2 separate regions of the Bos taurus genome follow, and region 1 is linked to region 2. A link is a contact called in public Hi-C data. All regions are on one chromosome and are shown on one strand. Each heading gives the region's core, a stretch centred on a gene start, on an enhancer-like site or on the middle of the called end of the contact. The rest is flanking DNA. Distances are from core to core; before and after follow the strand shown. Region 1 overlaps CRYBG1 (crystallin beta-gamma domain containing 1). Region 2 overlaps CRYBG1 (crystallin beta-gamma domain containing 1).

Region 1 (2,768 bases), core at 78-2,577, 47 kb after region 2:
AGGGAAAGGGGGAGTCTTGAGTTTTATAGGGTGCCCTCCCTGTCCTGTCTGCCTATACAGACTTCACTCACCATCAAGGCACAATCCCACTTCCTCCAAAAAAAAAAAAAAAAAAAAAAAATCAACAGTGATTTCCTCCTCCTTTCCACACCCCCAGCCTTAGGGATGGTAACATTCATGTGGCAGTTTAATCAGATTATCACCTCATATAATTATTTGATTTGTCGGCATCTTGGGTGCTGGACTGTGCCATAAACTGTTCAAAGGCAATATACAGTGAATCACAGTTGTGGCTTTCCCCACATAGTTCCCAGCACACTACCATGCACAGAAGGTACTCAATAAATATTTGAAAAATCAATACACTTAACAGCACAGTGGTCACAGTCAGCTGTTGAACTTGATCCTTCTAACGTGTCCTTTCATTTGTCAAACAGCTTCCCAGTAAAAACACTAATTTTTCTTCATTTCAATAACTGAAAAATACTTTTTGATCTGGGAGCAAGAATGTCACCAAACTTCCTAACATCATAAAGGGGAAGAAACAACGGAGATGCTTGTATTAGAGATTTTTTTTTAAGCTTTAGGCCAATAATGCACTAAGTTCCATAAAAGGTTCTGTGAATTCTTGTAAACGCACACATGTCAAAGTTACTGGGTGTACTGTACACACTAGAGTTTGCTCCCTGTTTTCAAATTCACTGCATTTACATTTTAAGAATGTTCCACCCAGGAATGCTGGTGTATATTTTGAATAAAGAATAGAATGAGCGCCAATCCAGCCACGTGGTCGTCTATTATGTAAATACTGAACCTCAAGAGATATCTTACTTTTACATTCATTGAACTTAAAAGCCTTATATTAATAGGAATTATTAATAACAACCGACTAGGGTCCTGAACGGGCCATCTTCTTAAACCTTAACTGTGTCAACTACTCCTTCACCATCTCAGTTTCACCACCCAGGAGAAAATTCAATGCACAGGCAGTTCCTCCACGAATGCAAAGACTCCGAGCCCCTCAAGAGCCACTGGGCTGGCCCAACCCAACTCTTAAGCTTACTTATCCAAGAATTCAAATAGAATGAGTCTATTCAGTTTATGAATGATAATGTTGCAAGTGACCCCGCAGTTACTTACAGGGTCACTTTCGTGGTCACCGTCGATCTGCCCACACCGAAGTGGTTCCTGGGCTTCAAGCCCTCAAAGGCGTCAGAACCTCCAGCCGATCTGCCCAAGTCTCTGCTTCGACCTCCGTCTCCCCGGCCATCCAAGAGGTGGGGGAGCGGCCCCCTCTTGTGCTCGGGCTTGATCTCAGGCAGTAGCGAGCTGCTCTTAACCGTGAGCTCCCGGGGGATGACTCGGGCCGCCTCCTCCCCGCTTTCCTTGGCGGCCGGGCTGGGGACGGGGTCTGGCGCCCTCTTGAGAGGGGAGTCCTTGGCCGTAGGCCGCGGGCCGCCTGCGGGCGAGGTGGGCACAGCCTCGGGGACGCGGCTCCGGCCCCTCCTCTTGGTGGGGGAGGAGGCGGGCGGCGGCTGTTTGCTCCGCTCCGGCTCCCCTCGGAGCTGCCCTTTGGGGCTGGGGCTGGACTTGGACTCCAGGCCGGCAGCGGAGGCAACGCCCCCATTGGGGGCCGCCTGCGGAGGAGATTTCACTTTCTTTTCTGCACAGCCATTCTCGGCGGCCGCGTCTGGCGCCACCTCGTCCTCGAACACCGTGTCGTCCCGGGGCTCACAGTCGGGCAACGGCGGGTCAGCGCCGGGGGAGTCGGTGGATCTCTGAGACCGCCTCCTTCTCCCAGACCTGCGGCCGCTCGACCTCTTTTCCATGTCGTCGCAATCGCCGCAATCTCCCGCCCCCGGGCTGATCACGACCGGCTCGTCCACCTGTGCCGCCTCGGTCTTACTTAAGTAGATGTCCAGAGTCAGCACTTTGGCTGGGTGGGCGCGCTCGCGGGGTCGGCAGTCTTGCCCCGGGGGCTCGGCTTTGACGTTGACTGGTGCTGAGCCCGCCCGGTTCTCCGCACCCTCGGCGAGCGGGTCGCCCGGCGGAGCTGAAGAGTCCTCCGGGGCTTGGCTCAGCCCACCCTGGGGCTCCGGAGAGCCTCGGTGGGCACACAAGCGAGGGGCCCCGTCGGCGGGATGCTCCCCGGCGGGCGAGCCCGGCACGCCCCTCGATCCCTGGGTGGGCTCCTGCTCGCGGCCAGCACCGGGCGAAGCGTCCTCCCCGGGACTGCGGATGAGCGCCTCTGCGTTCTCCCGCTTGGAGGAGTTCTCTAATGAGGAATGCAGCTGCTCGGCAGTGGCGGTGGCATCTGGGAAGGTCTCTCCCTCTGCCTCCAGAGGTTCTAATTGGGGTGAATCACTTTCACCGCCCTGCTGCACAGCCGCTGCTGCATGGCTGCCCCGGCCAGGTGATCGCTTGGCGTCCGGGGGGGCTGCCTGCACGCAGCCCTCGGGGTGTTCACCCTCCGGCTCCTGGCACTTCTCCTGTGGGGAACCCTCCTCGCATGCGTCTGTTGGCGTTGGTTGGCCGCTCAGAGGTTGACTCTTCTCAGTCTCTCTTTCCGGGAGTCTGGAAGAGGTTACTTCTTTGGGAGAGCCTGGTTTGGTATTTGAGCTGGTGGGACTCTCTAACCCATTTCTGCTGTTCCTTCTCCTTCCGGCCGTGAACAGAGTGCCAAGTTTTCCCAAAACTGGCTTCCTTTTGTTCTCTTCTGGTGGTTGTGCTCTGGACTGAAAAATAAAAGGGGATGGGAGAGACAGATG
Region 2 (2,791 bases), core at 20-2,519:
GTTTAACAAGTTGATCCAAATAAGAATTAAGATAGTGACTCAACCGATGAACCTCAGGCTGATCATCTATAAAATGGGTATCTTGTGTACATATTGACAAGTCTGTTGTGCCAGCCTACAATGCATTCGTCTCCTGTTGCATTTTATACAAGGTATGATGCTGGGCCCCATCCAGCCTGGAGCCAGACGTTGCTTAGTTTTGCTCCGTAAGTGTAGTGCCCTGCCTCCGTCTCAGTGAACTCGGTTTGCCTCTGAGCACCTTTTGCTCCTCTGAGTCTCTGTGACCTCAGACCCCATTGTGAGGTGGCTTGACCACTCTCCCCACCCGCAGATCTGAATCAGTGGCCACCAAAGCCCCTGATGGAAATGTTCAGGCTTATTCTCCATTTTCTACAAGTTAGTTTAAAACTCAGTTACAAGCTATTTCTTTAATCCTATATCTTAATTTTTAATGACAGCTTTGGTCTAGATCCCTGACTCAAGTAAAACAGAGCCAACTTTCTAGCCATAATTTAAAACTGTGTGTGTGTTATATTATATAGTTTCACTAAATTTACAAACATCACCACACTGGTTTTCTGATATGGAATAGAAAGTCTCCATTAATAATTTAAAGCAAAATTACCCCATATGACACAAAATGCACTGTCTTCATTTACTTGTCAGCAGCAACAAGAGTTTACTAAATTCCCATGTCTACATTTGGTAACTTTGTTTTATTTTAAAATTATCATCAGTAGTCCTCCCAGACTGGCAGTATGGGCATTACCCGCAACCCTGTCAGACATGCAGGGTTGTACCCCAGACCTCCTGAATCAGGACCTCTGAGGGCAGGGGACCAGCAATCTGTGTTTTAACAGCCCCTCCAGGAGATTCTGATGCAGATAAAGTTGGGAAACCACTTGCCTAAATAAACGTATTTGGTCTTCTCCAGGCACCATCAATCAGTTCACTCCAGAGTAACTTCACTGAGCAAATGTTCAGTTGAAATCTCTTTGGCTGTGTTTGTTGTTCGTTTTAATTACTTTTCAGTCTTAGATTTTAGGTTACTTGCATGTACATGAGTACCATCAGCTATATAGACTGAGCCTTTTAACTTGTGATTTTTAGTCTGTTGTAATAAATGCTTTAAAGTCGGCCCATGTCCAGATTCCACCTCAGCACTGTGGGTGTGGCCAAACTGACTCACCCCTCTGAACTTCAGTTCTGAGGGGCTGTAAAATGGGGAGAGGAGGGATAACACAGGCCTCTTAGGGCTGCTGTGGAGATCACGTGAGATGACGTGTGTACAGTGTTTATTTAGCACTGAGGCTGGCACAGCATAAGGGATCACTTACTATTAATAGTGCGCCCGATGTCAAAAGTAGAGCTTTTTAGTTAACTAAAGAAAGACACAACAAGGCAGATAGGGGAAATAATCCTTACCTTTGATATCTAAAACTAAATTTGGCTTAAGCTTGCTGTAGATCCTGCCGTCAGGCTTCATGCTCCAGAACTGACTGTCAGCATTCTGTTCGAGCGCCAGGCCCAGCTTTGAGCCAGAGGTTACGAGGCTCCCCGAGATGGTCAGGCAGCAGTCCTCTGCTATCTGCTCAGCAGAAAGGACAAGGTATCTTACACATGGAGGGACACACATTCAAGTACCCTTGTAAGCAGTCCCCTGGGTAAGCTGATTTTTAAAGTTACCTTCGTTCCCAGCTTCATTTACACATGAGTATTTCAGCGTTTAGCCATGGTAACTGGGATCAAACAAATATTTATGCCCTTCGTTTCGGATGACATCAGTAATGGAAAGTTCTCAGTTTTTGTCCTTTGTATGAGGAGACTTAAGCCCTTTGTGACGTCCTCTGGTTTATTAGTAAGGGAAGCCTCAGAACACTATAAGTGCCCATCATTTACTTCTCGCTCCTAGAAAGGACTATGAGCTGCATCTGGGTCTGTAGCTAAATCCTCTCTGATGTATCTACCCCGCTCAGCCTGAGGCTTCCAGCATATGACTGTATCTCTAATTTTGAAGGCTGTTGTAGCACTGAAGTTGCTAAAAGGGCATTTTATCATTTTAAAACTTGGAATTCCATTTATTCTCTTGTGTTCCTTCATGAGAAATATCTAAAATTTTCTTCAAAGGCACGCTATCCAACTATAAAGAGTGTGTTCTAATGCAAAAATCTTACGGCTTCTTCTATGAAGTGAATCTACCTTTAACATATAAACAAGGTATGGTAGTCATTTTCATATGGCATTCACACAAATTGATGTAGAACATGCTTTTGAAAAGTGTACCATTCCATGTTGAGATAAAAGGATTCTGATAATCTAGTACACTTTACTTTTTCTCACTGACTGAACTACTGGATTCAAAGTTGTTAAATAATATCACTGAAATGTTCATTAGAAATAACTGCTGGAAGATGCCATTTCCTTGAATTAAGATAATTCGCAGACAGAAGTTGGCATTTTCAGTTCAGTCGCTCAGTAATGTCTGACTCTATGACCCCATGGACTGCAGCACGCCAGGCCTCCCTGTCCATCACCAACTCCTAGAGTTCACTCAAACTCATGTCCATCGAGTAAGTGATGCCATCCAGCCATCTCATCCTCTGTCATCCCCTTCTCCCGCCTTCAGTCTTTCCAAGAATCACGATCTTTTCAAATGAGTCATTTCTTCACATTAGATGGCCAAAGTATTGGAGTTTCAGCTTCAACATCAGTCCTTCCAATGAATATTTAGGACTGATTTCCTTTAGGCTGGACTGGTTGGATCTCCTTGCAGTCCAAGGGACTCTCAAGA

Evidence for each region. Hi-C and Micro-C count contacts between places; a contact is called where the count stands out from the background.
Region 1: a Hi-C map of an unstated tissue shows a contact between it and region 2, with 2.0 times the contacts expected there. The contact joins two enhancer-like sites. A contact is called at or near these places in 2 of 11 Hi-C or Micro-C datasets (skin fibroblasts and an unstated tissue).

Annotation. Positions count from the first base shown.
Region 1 is chr9:43,432,919-43,435,686 of ARS-UCD2.0, forward strand. CRYBG1 (crystallin beta-gamma domain containing 1) reads right to left here. Exons shown (of 22, transcript XM_003586468.6): 3 at 1,141-2,735. Among named protein-coding and RNA genes, the nearest start is that of RTN4IP1, 100 kb to the left of the region's middle. Within about 2 kb of position 1,328, at least 70 of the 102 cell types and tissues checked have an H3K27ac peak or open chromatin away from gene starts, as enhancers often do.
Region 2 is chr9:43,386,097-43,388,887 of ARS-UCD2.0, forward strand. It overlaps CRYBG1 (crystallin beta-gamma domain containing 1), which reads right to left. Exons shown (of 22, transcript XM_003586468.6): 21 at 1,426-1,588. Among named protein-coding and RNA genes, the nearest start is that of RTN4IP1, 58 kb to the left of the region's middle. Within about 2 kb of position 1,270, at least 15 of the 102 cell types and tissues checked have an H3K27ac peak or open chromatin away from gene starts, as enhancers often do.